2 separate regions of the Pan troglodytes genome follow, and region 1 is linked to region 2. Evidence: chromatin contacts called from public HiChIP or PLAC-seq data. All regions are on one chromosome and are shown on one strand. Each heading gives the region's core, a stretch centred on a gene start, on an enhancer-like site or on the middle of the called end of the contact. The rest is flanking DNA. Distances are from core to core; before and after follow the strand shown.

Evidence for each region. HiChIP or PLAC-seq counts read pairs in DNA pulled down with a chosen protein or histone mark.
Region 1: an H3K4me3 HiChIP or PLAC-seq map of stem cell-derived excitatory neurons shows a contact between it and region 2, with 8 times the contacts expected there. The contact joins the promoter of PYGB here to the promoter of ENTPD6 in region 2. A contact is called at or near these places in 2 of 7 Hi-C or Micro-C datasets (blood and stem cell-derived neural progenitor cells) and 1 of 1 datasets of contacts at active chromatin or transcription factors (stem cell-derived excitatory neurons).

Annotation. Positions count from the first base shown.
Region 1 is chr21:31,777,492-31,784,977 of NHGRI_mPanTro3-v2.0_pri, forward strand. PYGB (glycogen phosphorylase B) reads left to right here and starts at 2,989. Exons shown (of 20, transcript XM_016937584.3): 1 at 2,989-3,387. The coding sequence starts at 3,145.
Region 2 is chr21:31,724,853-31,731,623 of NHGRI_mPanTro3-v2.0_pri, forward strand. ENTPD6 (ectonucleoside triphosphate diphosphohydrolase 6) reads left to right here and starts at 3,508. Exons shown (of 14, transcript XM_063802628.1): 1 at 3,508-3,718. It overlaps LOC107969977 (a long non-coding RNA gene), which reads right to left and starts at 3,473. Exons shown (of 4, transcript XR_010154089.1): 1 at 1-3,473.

The DNA of each region.
Region 1 (7,486 bases), core at 1,739-4,238, 52 kb after region 2:
CGGAGGTTGCAGTGAGCGGAGATTGCACCACTGCACTCCAGCCTGGGTGACAGAGCAAGACTCCATCTCAAAAACATTAATAATAAATAAATAAATAAATTACCTGAAAATGGCTGAGATAATTAATACTGGGACTCATTTAGCCACTTCAGCAATATTAGCGGCCAGAGGAGGTGAGGAGACATGATGGTGAGAGGGCTCCTTCCTGCGTCAACCATGCGCATTATGAAGAGTCACATCATGAAGATTCAGTATTGGACTAAGTGCTGCAGGAGAGGGGAAGGACCATGGCGGCTCCCAGGAAGAGGAAATGACATTTGGGTAAGATAACTGTTAAAGAAAAAAAAAATCAATAGCATTTGTTAAAGCATGGTACCAAAGACTTTATTCACAACCATCATGATAGGTACAGGGACCACTGCAACGGGATCTTGCAGCAGGGGAGAGAGATTGGGCTCAACTCCGAAAACAGCATGGGCAAGTGGGCATTTATAGCCAAGGACTGGGGGAGGGGTCAGTGGATGGACAGTTACTAAGAGGACACTTCAGGGGTCCAGGTGATTGTGTCTAAACCACCTCATAGGATTCCTGTTGAAGGCAGGCCAGGGTGATTGGACAGCATGGGGGATGGTGGAGCATGGGGAGCCTGATCAGATGTCACCAAGGGGGATCAGATATCAGGGGCAGGGAATCCTGCTAAATTGACAAAGCAGGGATTGCTAAAACAGATGTCACAGGGAAGTGTATGATGGCCCTAGAAGGCTCAGAAGCCTGACTAGAGTTTGGTCAAAGAATTTTTGTCAGGATCATGGAAAATTTAATAAAGTGTAGCTATGAAAGAAAGGACTTAAAATTTATTTAAGCAGAGTAACAAAGAATTAAAAGTCAATCCAGTAAGAGAATATATAGGCCTTAAATCAGCAACCATTAGTGAAGTCTGTGGCCTCTAGTTTTTCTTACTAAAACTTACTCCACTTACAAAAGAAATATTGTGGAAAAAACAGGAAATACAAAATGTATGGAGAAAATAAGAAAACCCCCCTGATAATTCTTCCATTCAGAAATAACCAATGTTTAGGTTTGGATATACACCTGTGTTTCTAACACAGTAGTCCCTAGCCACATGTGGTTATTTAATTTAAATTTAAATTGACTAAATGAAAGTAATATTCAAATCATTACTGTCATTTCTGCATTACATCCTTATTTTTGTGTTTCATTTATCAGTATTGTGTCATCAATCACACCTTCCTAGCTAGCTATTAAAACAGTCATTCCTTTTAGCAGCACAATGGTTTATGATATTAACTTTGAGCACAGATACATTTTTCTGGGCTTGTGCAGTGGAGCAGGGCTTGGCTGGGGTGAACCTTGGCTGTTTCCCTTATTAGCTGTGTGGGCTTAGGGAAGAGTTAACTTCTCTGTGGCTCACCTTCTCCATTGTCAAGCGGGGGTAATAGCAGGCTATTTGCAGGGATCAGGAGTTAATACGTGTACACTGCAAGTAATGATCAATAAGTGTCAGCGCCTCCATTCTTTGCCAGGTGTGCACCACAGCTGGGGGATTAAACTTTACCACACCACAGCAGAAAACATATTTGCATAACTTGCTTTTTGTCTTCTTAAGCTTTCCTTGAACTCAATTCCCCAGAGTGGTAGAAGTGGTCATAGGGCACTATCATTTTTATGACTTCTGAATTGCCAGATCACCCTCAGAGAGATTGCATCAGTGTTCGGAGCTTGCAGCCAAGCTGGACCCCACAGCCCTGCCATCTGTGCCCGAAGTTCGATCTTGTTGGCTCCAGAATCCCTAGGACATAGTGCAGGAGTGAATCCCGAGCTGGAGCTGGGTGGGCTGTGGGGTCATTCCAGATTGATTAACCTCCGACCTCTGAAGTCTGCAGCTGGAAGGGGCTCCAGGTAAGAAGATAACTTTGAAGCATCACACCAGGAAACCTACTGCACCTGGACTTTCATGACATCTCCTGCGGGCAATTTTTACCTCCATGAAATTCAGTAACCTTTGCAGCCCCTTCAGCCCAAGACCACCAGGAGCAAACCTGTGGTCCCACAAAATCGGGTGTACTGACCCACTGCAATGAGGGAGCGCCTCCCAAGAACGAAGGGAAAGGCAGAGTTTGAAGGGGTTGAGGGAAGGCAGAGTTTAGGTGACCTTTACATGAAGCAGGGTTCCCACAGGCTGAGGCCAGCAGGACTGTGTTCCGCGGGGCCAAGTGCGGGAAGCTGTGTGCAGACGCCCCCTAGCTGGAGCTGCAGCCTGGATTGGGATGACAGAGGCTAAGTCTCGGTTAGTGGCTGAGCTCCCCGGCCAGACGGGCATGTTTCCTTCTCCCTGCTGTAATCTCAAAGCGGACAGCGTCTGCCGGGTGGTTTCGGGAACAGGGTTTCTCCGAGGGCTAGGGGGCTGCGGTCCCTCCGAGGCGGGGTCGTGGTGGCACTTGGCTGTGGCTGCCTCGCGCCCTCGGGAACGGGCGTCTCCAGCTCGCTGGCAGCTGGTTTTCTCCACGTCTGTCATCGGCCTGGAGTGGCAAGCAAGTAGCTGGTATTTTCAGAGCCGCCCTGCCCCGGACAGAGAAGACCGGGCCCAGCAGGCGTTGGTGGATGCCTTTCAAGCTGTAATCAGTTTCCCCGAACGTGTACCAGGTCTCGGCCACAGCCCGAGCCCAGCGCGCTCCCGCGGGGCACCTGGTGACCCGGTGCAGGGCGGGAGGGCAGGTTCCAGGAACCCGAGGGCCGGAGGGCAGGGCCCCCTTCCCGCACCGTCCCCGGGCTGGCAGGCGCGGCCACGACGGCACGCTCCGAGGCCCCGGGTCCCTTGCCCCCTCCAGTCGCTCCCACTTTCTGCCGGGCTTGCCCAACGAGGGGGCAAACACCACTCTCAGGTGGCGTGGACAGGTAGCTGCCGCCTCGGACTACACCAGCGATCTCAGCTATGAGCCTGGACGCCCGCCCCGCCCTCCCGAGGCCCCGCCCCGGCGCGGCGCGCAGGCGCGGCCCATCCCGCCCGCAGAGCCGCAGTGCCGGGCGCCAGAGCAGCGGCGCCAGAGCAGCTGCACCATCCCGGCGTTCGCGTGTGCCGCCGCTTTCCTCCTCCATCTCTTTTCCTCCGCCTCCGCCGGCGCGATGGCGAAGCCGCTGACGGACAGCGAGAAGCGGAAGCAGATCAGCGTGCGCGGCCTGGCGGGGCTAGGCGACGTGGCCGAGGTGCGGAAGAGCTTCAACCGGCACTTGCACTTCACGCTGGTCAAGGACCGCAATGTGGCCACGCCCCGCGACTACTTCTTCGCGCTGGCGCACACGGTGCGCGACCACCTCGTGGGCCGCTGGATCCGCACGCAGCAGCACTACTACGAGCGCGACCCCAAGGTGAGGCGCTGCCCCGCCCTGTGCGCCCGGGCCCGCTGAGAGGGCGCCGGTCCCGGAGCCGCGCCAGCGGGGGTCTCTGCGGGGCGGCCCGTCGGGCGTTACCCGCGCCCCTAGCCGGCCGGCGGCCAGGCACAGCCGACTGGGGAGTCGCCTGGAAGCCGCAGTCGGCGGGGGCCGGGCGTCCCCTGCGCAGGGCCGCGGCCACGGGTCCGCCCCACTGGGAGCCCGCGCCTGGCGGGGTCCGCCGTCCCCCGCAGATGATGCTGAGCCCGGGAGCCTGGCGGACGTTCCTGGTCTCTTTCTGGCCGTGCGCTTCCGCGCTGGCTGCAGAGCCCGTGCTCCCCGCCCCTGCCTCCAGCCACTCTTTGTTTTCCTGCAGCAGCCTGTGGGAGAAAATGGGACTGGAACCAGGCCTGGGCAGCCTTGTGGGTTGGAATGGGGTGAGCTCGGTAATCTGCAGGGAATTGTGAGACTTTTTTTTGTGTACGCTGCTTAGAAGAAAATCACTGAAGATGCCTGCTTCACGCAGGGAGGGGTATGAAGCTCAGAGATGGAGATGGAGCCCTCGAAGAAGGCTCTGTCCAGAGGTTCCCACACCTCCCTTGGAGAAATTTGCTTGGGTTGAAGTTGACAGAGATCATCTTACTAATTGTTACTTTTTATGTCTTGCAAAAATTTGTTTGAGTAGTGAAACGTTAAAGTCACTGATTGTCCCCGTTACTCTTAACCATGTTTACTATGGGCCTGTGTTCTTGCTGTGTTTTTGGTATTCCTAAATATACATACACATTTTTAAAAAGTGTAATGCACATACAGTTTTTTAGATTTTCTGTTTCATTCGTAAACATTTGTAACTTTTTCACTGATAAACAGCTTTGCAGATCAATGGATAGGATGGTAGTTTTCAGTTTGATAGGTACATGGTAGTCTTGCACAGCCCCCTGTTGCCAGTTTTTTGTTGTTGTCGTTTGCTTTTAAACTCTTGACCATGGAGAATTGTCTTTCTACTACACTAACGTAGAGGGAGAACTGGTGAGGAAGACACACTTCCAGACCTGAAGCCACTTGGCAAAGATTTTACTTGCAGTGTACATCTAGGCAGTGAGCACTTGCTTTATGGATTATTTTAGAATATTTTTGTAGGGCATTAAGATATGTTTAATACGGTAATTGCTAAGAGATTGATTGCTTTTCCAAACTTATTCTGGGACATTCTTTTTTCTAAAATAGAGATGGTGAAAGGGACAGATTTGTTAGAATACCAACTGGGGCTCTTCATATTTGGTATGCAAAACATAGAAAGAAGTGGCAACGAATGGCCAAAACAGGTTATAACAAGGGCTTGGGATGACTTTGCCAGGAAAAGCAGCCAAGAAGCAGTGGCTCCCCCAGAATTCCCTGCTGTTGGGAGAGTTCTGATGCACAGCACCATTTTTTTTTTTTTTTTTTTTTTTTTTTTAAATTCTGAGTCTTGCCCTGTAGCGTGAAGCTAGAGTGCAGTGGCGCGATCTCGGCTCAGTGCAACCTCCGCCTTCCGGGTTCAAGCAATTCTCCTGCCTTAGCCTCCCGAGTAGCTGGGATTACAGGCGCCTACCACCACGCCCGGCTAATTTTTTGTATCTTTAGTAGAGACGGGGTTTCACCATGTTGGCCAGGCTGGTCTCAAACTCCTGACCTCGTGATCCGCCCGCCTCGGCCTCCCAAAGTGCAGGAGTTACAGGCGTGAGCCAACGCACCCGACCCGCAACATCATTTTTATTGTCTAAGTGGCGGATGGCAAGGACATAGCTCTGCCTTCACATTCAAGGGCATTTCCTTGGAGCTGGACCAGGACTCAGCTCTACACCTTAGGGTGCCCATTGGAGTATTTATGTATAATCAGATCCTGGAGAGGCCAGCGATGGGCTCAGGGATTACGGAAATGACCTTCATGAACAAGATAGTCCCTGCAACAAAACAGGTTTTTTGATCCTCCGTGAGATCTCTTTTGATTGTCTACTGTGGTGGCTCTGGGTGGAAACCTTTCTCTTAAACCGCACAGTCTGTAAGTCGTAAAGTTGTAAACTTTTAGATCTCACAGTCTGTAAATAAGCTGTGTGCCTATTCTGAATAGGAAGGACATGGAAAATTGGGATTTAACTGCTTCTTTTCGCTAATTCATGATGAAAATAAGCTTGCAATCCTTTCTTTGGAAAAGTTACATGCTTGCTGGTGATGGACCAGCAACCATTCCCACCAGAGCCAATGAGAGGAGGTGTGCTCCCAAGAAAATAACTGCTGTGCCTCCCCCTCAGCCAGAAATGACCTCAGACATTCACCGGCACACTGCAGACTGCGGTAATGTGACGCTCTAGAGCTCCTAAATAGAACGCTTTTATTGTTATTTTTGTCTTTTTTTAAATTATGCAAGTCCTGAAGGAAAAATTATTACTGGAGGAAAAATTAGAAAATATAGATAAGCCAGAAGGAAAAAAATTAACTGTAATCCTGTAACCCACTTCTGTTGCCCACTTTGTGCTGTAAATATTTTGTGTTCTACATTGTTTTTTCCGTATTGGCAGAAACTTGTTTTTAATACATAAAATAGCATTATACTGAACCTATTGTTTCATAACTCGTAGCACTTTATTTGTGGTACATAGCAGAAAGAGTAGAAGTTGGGGTGTTCGGAGGAAGATTTGTCAAGCTTTGCCATGCTTGGCAAATCAGCACGTCAAAACATCTGGCTAACATGGAGAGCTTTGTGCTTGGCAAGAGGTGGCGGTTGGTCATGAAGACATTTAATGGATTCTCTGAAGTGGTGGCAAGGTGGCAAGAAGAGTCCAACCTGAAACTGCAGAGCCTGGGATTGCGCTGCATGGAGAAGAAAGGGTGTGCGTGATTCCACGCTCCTTTTCATCCTGGCCTTTCCATTCAGTCTGTGCAACTGTGGGCTTGGGCGGATTTCTTTGCCATTATTGGCCTCAGTTTTCTCATCTTTAAAATGAGGGGAATCAAGCTGGTGATGTTTCCGAAATCTGTTGCCATTCTGAAATGTTAGAGTTAAAATGTTTCTATTTCATGTTGAATTGACATTCCATCTCTATCCAGAGAGAATTTGAGGGTGCTTATGCTAGATACAGCACAAAAGGTTCGCATTAGAAGGCCTCAGAGTGAGGGTTGGGGTGGGACAGTGAGGGTCAGGACACAAAACACAGACCAGGATCCTGGCAATGAAAGCAGCCCATGCCCAGTTATGAGAGTCACGGGATCCCTTCTATAACATCCTGAAAGGACAGTTGCACGGTTTATTCTGTGGGCCTTTGTGAAGCAGTGTTGTCGATGTGCGGAGCCACTGACCTGCAGCACCCCTGCAGTGGATGTAACAATCAGTTTTTGAGACTCTTCCCATAAGCTCCTGGCATGACTACAACACAGATTAAGGAAAAGCAGCTCTACCTTGGGGCCCACACTGCTGTCCTAAATATTCCTAATGAGATAAACACAATGAAATACGATTAATCTTTTGGTTTGGCTGGACCCAGGAGTTAAAGAAAGATGATCTAGAGAAGTGTTTTGCAGACCCTTCTGCTCTGTGATCCCCACTTCTGGGATTTGTTTTAATTAGTCAGTTGTGGTACCAGCCTCCGGAATCCTAACACTCCCAATTTTTCTGATGTATTTCCACTTTTATGTGTGAAGTTGAGCTTGCATCTCCTGGGCAGGCTTCCCTGACAGCAGATCGCTCAAAGTCATTTTCTCTGACCAGTAGCTGATGGTGGGTGCTGTTTTGTGTTGCTGACAGCTAGCCACTTGGAAGGTAGGCCCCAGCTGTCATTTTAGCAGATGGAGAAGCCTACAGTGTGTGCCTTCATTTTCTGCAGAAGACAGCCTGGCCTCTGCCCTTGCAGGCTGTGGTGGCTGGTTTTATGTGTCAACTTGGCTGTTGTGCCTAGATAGTAACGTGGATGTCCCTCTCGGGGGGTGGGGGGGTGGTGTTTCCCACACTGACTGAGCATCTTACAATTCAGTTCCGTTCTGATGCTGTCTACCTGGATGTAGCCTCGGATCCCACAGGCTAAAGGCTCAGTCCCACAAGACTTCTCCACCCCAGATGTCA
Region 2 (6,771 bases), core at 2,258-4,757:
ATAAGCCCTAAAGAGGACAGCAACGAGATGCTTGAGGTGGCAGCATTCAGGGGAACTCTCCACAACAATCAGAGAGCTGATGGCAGAGGCAGGCAAGGGACATTAGCACCAATAATGTATGCTACAGGCACCTACCATGTTCTAGACAGAGTGCCAGACATGCAGCAGTGAGCAGCACAGACCAACTTATTTGTTCTCATGGAGCTTCATTTCAGTAGTGGAACAAAGAATTTACCAATAAACAAGTCGGCAAACAAGTAACGACGGTTGTTGTGTCTTTGCAAAAATTATGACAATAAGAAAAATATGACATAGGAAAATTACAACAGTGAAAGAAAGCTGGCCTAACCGACTCCATCTTCTAACCTCCAATCTGCCTTTGCACATTCCTGGGCATAGGCCAAACAAATCTGTGGAGAAACTTAGTTTATAATTTCACTTTAAACCAAATATAACAGCCCCTCCCTGAAACAAACCTCCTTCTTGCTTGGGGACCAGACCACCTTTGTGAAACTAACAAATTAGCCACAAGATTAAAATTTATGGGCCGGGCGCGATGGCTCACGCCTGTAATCCCAGCACTTTGGGAGGCCAGGGTGGGCAGATCACCTGAGGTCAGTAGTTCGAGACCAGCCTGGCCAACATGGTGAAACCCTGTCTCTACTAAAAATATAAAAATTAGCCGGGCGTGGTGGCAGGTGCCTGTAATCCCAGCTACTCAGGAGGCTGAGGCAGGATAATTGCTTGAACCCGGGAGGCAGAGGTTGCAGCGAGCCGAGATCGCACCATTGCACTCCAGCCTGGGGGACAAGAGCAAGACTTCATCTCAAAAAAAAAAAAAAAAAAAAAAAATTATGGCTTAGGAGTCATGCAGCCCGAAGCCACAAGATTCCTAACCTCCCTAATTGCTCCAATAGATAATATTACTATTATATAACATAAGATTGGTGTTCAAGGTATTTTTCAGACATCACATTGTGATGGACTAGCCACCCAGACTGGTAAACTGGCTATCTGGTCTTGTGACCCCAACCCAGGAACTAACCCAGAGCAAGACGAAAGCTTCATCTCTTCAGGATTTCATCCCTAACCCAACCAATCAGCACTCACCATTCCCTAGCCCCCTGACTGCTAAACTATCTTTTAAAAACCCTAGCCTCCAGACTGGCACAATCCCAGCACTTTGGGAGGCCAAGGAGGGCAAATCACTTGAGAGCAGGAGTTTGAGACCAGCCTGGCCAACACGGTGAAACCCTGTCTCTACTAAAAATACAAATAATTAGCTGGGCATGGTGGTGTGCGCTTGTAATCCCAGCTACTTGTAAGGCTGAGGCACGAGAATCGCTTGAACAGGAGGTAGAGGTTGCAGTGAGCCTAGACTGCACCACTGCACTCCAGCCTGGACAACAAAGCAAGACACTGTCTCAAACCACCCCCCCAAAAATTCCTTAGACTCCGAATTTGAGGAGAGGCTGATTTGAGGAGTAATAAGCCTCTGCTCTCCTGTTTAGCCAGCTCTATGTGTATCGAACTCTATTGCAATTCCCATCTTGAAAAATTGGCTCTATCTGGGCGACAGGCAAGAAGAAGCTGTTGGGTGGTTACAGTGTGATGAGTGCTATGAAGGAAATAACATAAAAGGTGACAGAGAATAACTAGAGGAGGCCATTCTAGATAAAATGGTCTGAGGAGGTGACATTTGAGCTGAGTATTAAACATTGAGAAACAATCTACGAAGGGAAGATGTGGTGCAAGACCTTTCCAAGCAGTGTATAATACACACAAAAGCCCATGCCAGCAAAAAGATTTTACTTTCACAAATTCTAGAAACTCTAAGAGTAAACAGTGGTGAAAAGAAAGGAAGTGATAACATATGTTGCCGAGTGCAGCAAGCAGAAACAGGGCCATCACCACTTCACGACAGGATCTCAAAATACTAGGAAGTGTAAATTAAAACCGTGAGATATAGTTTTGTCATTATTGGATTGGGAAAGATCCAAAAGTTTGGAAAGACCCCACTGGTGAAGATGTGTGGAAACCCACAGTCTTACACATTATTTGCCAGAGTGTAAATTAGTACAGTGTCTAAGGGGGGCAATTTAGCCATGTTTGGCTAATATATTACTTTAAAGGACATATCCCACCATAGCCAATTCCACCTCTAAGAATATTTCTGACAGATATACCCACATGCATGCACAAAGACAGTCCACGGGATCCAGTCACATTATTCCTAACCCAAAGCAACTGGGAAACACTTCAAGGTCCATCAGTGAAGGCCCGCATAGGCTAACCTCTGTAATAACCAAATCTCAGTGGCAGTGTCCAACCAGGTGCTTGTGGGCGACCTTCCAACAGGCACCGCATTGCCCGGCTGCCAGGCCTGGTCTGTATGCTGTCCCCGCATCCCATACAGCTAGCACTTATTCACCCTCAAAAGCGTCCCATCCTGAAAATAAACTCTTGCCCACTTGGTGCTTCAGGAACCTGGGCTTCTTCCACCAATAGCTCTCCCAGATGCCCCAGTGCGCAGGTGGGGCCGTCCTCTAGGACCAGGCCTGGCTGGGGCGCACCCACACCTCCTTGGCCAGACGCCATGGGCCGGGAAGGGGCTCTGGCCCTTGCGGGAATGAGGGCGCCTAGCACAGGTGTGCACGTGGGCAGCCCCCACCGTGGGGTCCCTAAGTAAGCTGGAGCCTGTGAGCCAGGACAGTCAGGAGTTGCAACCTTGGTGATTTCTAGGAAGACAGAAAATGGGGTCAAGGGCCGGGTGTGGTGGCTTATGCCTGTAGACCCAGCACTTTGGGAGGCCGAGGCAGGCGGATCACCTTAGGTCAGGAGTTCGAGACCAGCCTGACCAACAGGGTGAAACCTCGTCTCTACTAAAGGTACAAAAATTAGCCAGGCGTGGTGGCGCACGCCTGTAATCCCAGCTACTCAGGAAGCTGAGGCAACAGAATCGCTTGAACCCGGGAGGCAGAGGTTGCAGTGAGCCGAGACCACATCACTGCACTCCAGCCTGGGTGAGACCCTGTTAAAAAAAAAAAAGAAAAGAAAAGAAAATGGGGTCAAGAAACGGTGGGAGGAGGGCAGATTTCATGAACCTGCCTGCTATGATGTGGCTGCATTTCCATCATGCATTGTCCTAAAAAAAGAAAAAGAAAAAAATAAAATGTAGACGTGGAGGGATGGGGGAAATTGCACAGGCCGGTCCAGGCTGTGAGGCTGCCCCCTGCCAGGGACGACGAGGGCCAGCTCCGCCGCGCCGTGAGGAAACTGGCCAAGGGAACCCCTTGAATCTGGCGAGGGCCCGCCCTGAGACGCTCGGGGAACCAGACTGCCGAGCCCCCCTCTCTGGGCCGACGCCAGCCCGGCTGTGGACTGGAGAAAACCGCAAGACCACCGCAGAAAGAAAAGCCAGCCACCGCGCCTACGCAGCTGAGACCCCATACTCCGCCCGCGCCTGCGCAACTGGGTCCCCCGACCCCCACCTCCTCTCCCGCCTGCGCCTGCGCGGCTGGGTGCGCCCGCCCCGCCCAGCCTGTGACGCCACGTGCATGGGGCGGAGCCCAGGCCCTAGGGAATCGTGGGGTCGTATCCCGCGGGTGGAGGCCGGGGTGGCGCCGGCCGGGGCGGGGGAGCCCAAAAGACCGGCTGCCGCCTGCTCCCCGGAAAAGGGCACTCGTCTCCGTGGGTGTGGCGGAGCGCGCGGTGCACGGTAAGCGGCGGGCCGGGGCGCTGGCGGGGGCGGCCGGGGATCACCGACTGCAGGCGGGCCTCCCCACGCGGGCGCGCTGCGCTCCGGAGGACGGCTTCGGGGTCACTCGCACCCCGGGTGGGTCACTCGCACCTCCTGCTGCCTTCCTGTCCAGGCTCCATTAGGGCTTACTGGATGTCTGGGCTCCGCTGACCGGTGGGGGGCAAGTCCAGTGTTTTGGGCCACAGGGCGGGCCAAATAGCAGGGGCCTCTAGCCCCAGGGGGCCCCAGCCCTGTTGCGTTCATTCATTCAGCCCGCTTTTGCGGACCCGCCCCCAGTCTGCGTCAGGGACAGGCCCCTCCGCCCTGGATGAGCCCGGCGGGGAAGCTTCGCGTAGCACTTTCTGGGAAACAGGTAGGATCAGGCCGCTCGGACAGGACTGAGGGTGTAAGGACGATTCACCCTGGCATTGGGGTGGTGTCCCGAGGAGCTCATAGGTGGTCAGGGCGGTTCTGCCCGAGCTGACCTGTGAGCCGCGGATGCCCTGGACCGAGGGAGGGAGAGCCCCCTAGGTGGACAGACTAGACTCCTTCAGTGGAAAACATTCAACAGCCAGGAGAGCGTGGAAGAGGAAGGAGAGATGGGAGGGCCCAGGGGAGCGTGGAAGGGAGGGTGTTTTTATTATAAGTGCACCTGTAAGTGCAAAGTGCAAAGGAAGCAGCCACCGGGAAGTGCCTGGGCAGCTCTGGGTGTCCCTCCAGGCACCTGTATTCCAGCCTTACCTGCGCGAAGCCACACATCCCACGTCACACAGGATACGGGGAAGTCAGCCATAGCCTGCAGGCGAGGAATCTGAAACCTCGCGCAGGAGTTCCTTGGGAGAGGTGGATTACAAGGACTCTTCCTCCCACCCGCTGTGCAAGAGCCATGGGCGGCCGGTAGTCATTTTTGAAGGACCTGGCAAGCACTGTACAAATCTCAAAATTGCTTTTTGTCCCCCTCCCCTTGCCTTGGAGAGAGTGGCTGGCTAGTGTGTGTGTCGTCTGCCTCCTGAAGGTTCGGGTAAAGGACCAGGGAGGTGGGCAGCCCTTTGTGTCAGGAGATCTGGAAGCGCCTCCCCTCCCACCGCCTCCTGTGTAAAGGAAACAGCAGGTGGTGTTGACGGGCGGTTCACGCACCGGTTTTTGCCAAGGAGAGAAAAACCTACTGAAACCCACCAGGAGGATGAGTGGAAGTTTCTAATGTGCTTCATTTTTTGATACAGCGTGCATGGCAGGCATTTGCATTCATGACCCTTCCGTGTACTTGAACTGAAAACCTGAAGAAACTGGCCAACAGATTAGGCAGCCATCAATCCACATCAGATGGCCCCTGTATTTCCAAGAGGTGGCCTGCCATCCCCATCTCCTAGAAAGCCAACCAGGGGACAGGGTAGCTCCTACCACCGACAACACTGCTCTACCCTCAGATTCTCTTCTCTGACTCCTGCCTCCACCTGCTGGAGGGTGGCCTCGGCAGGAGCCACACACCTCTCTGTTTGCCTGTGTTGCACCCTACTTCCTACCCCTGCCTCCCCTCAGTCCCCACCCGCTACCTTCCTTACAGCCTCATCCCACCCTGTCTCTCCTTTAAAGAACAGACTGAGATGACATTGTTTTCCTCAAAGAGTCTGTCAGGGAGAACCTGATCAACACATTCACGCTGTGGTGTTAGTGGTTCCCACAGAAACCCCATTTCCTCTCCTGCAGGTGTCTCAGCCATGGGCAAACACCTTAACCTAGTGGAATGAAATTGGTGTTTAGATCTGGGACACAGGTACATGGAGATGACCTGTTCCTTGGGGAGAGGGGATGGTGAACATGATTATAAGAACTCTTCTTCCCACCCTTGTGCAAGAGCAAGGCTGTTCCTGGTTCTGTGCTCTCTCAGTACTGTGTTCTAGTTGGACTCTTGCTTTTGTCTTCCTGAACTTGGTGTGTAACTTCAGTAATTATGTCTATGTAAGGTATGTCTATGTATGTGAGTGTTTTTTGGATCTCTAAAGTCGTGATAAAGCACGTTCAATTTGGGGACTGAAGCCAGGGACTCTTGTGTGCTCCACCACACACTGACTGCAATCTCAGACAGTTTCGTTTACACACATTCCCAGGGCCTTGGTGCTGTCTTAGGGAAACCCAGGGCTGTGAGGCAGGCTTTGTGGGGCGCTGGACACAGGGCATGGCACATAAAGGGTTTTTTAAAATGGGTAGACAATAAATAACGAGCAACTTTGCCTCTAGATTTAATATACCACCTGTGAATCTGATCATGTAGAATATGGTTCTTAGACTAACATAGGACATGATAAGATTTGATTATGGGCCAGGTGCGGTGTCTCACACCTGTAATTTCAGCACTTTGGGAGGCCGAGGTGGGCAGATCATTTGAGGTCAGGAGTTCAAGACCAGCCTGGCCAACATGGTGAAACACCGTCTGTACTAAAAATACAAAAATTAGCCTGGCGTGGTGGTGCATGCCTGTAATCTCAGGTACTTGGGAGGCTGAGGCAGGAGAATTGCTTAACCTGGGAGGCAGAGGTTGCAGTAAGCTGAGATTGTGCTACTTCACTCCAGCCTAGGTGATAGGTGAGAGAGTGAGACTCTGTCTCAAAAAAAAAAAAGTCTTGATTACATAAAGAGGATTTTATTAAACGTATTCACAGTTGTAGGGTGTTACTATTGCTTTTTGTCCTCACTATTCATCCCTGGAGTGTTTCAGAACTTTCTCTAGAAATACTGTAATTTAATTAAACATTTGATGATTACTTAGAAACCTGAAACTTTGGGTTATAGTCTGCTAAGGAAGGGAGGCTGTTGTGGTATGGGAGGTGCTACTTTGGAACGGACATTCCTAGTGCCACGTCTCTTCTCCCAGTCTCAGCTAACGTTGCCTTAATGTGCATCATTCCCAGCCCCAAGCCTGTCACCTCTCATAGGGTCCGTCCTATTTCTGGACCAGCCCCAAACCTGTCACCTCTCATAGGGCCTGTCCTGTTTCCCACTGATGTCCCGCTGGCATATCAAACTCAGCGTGT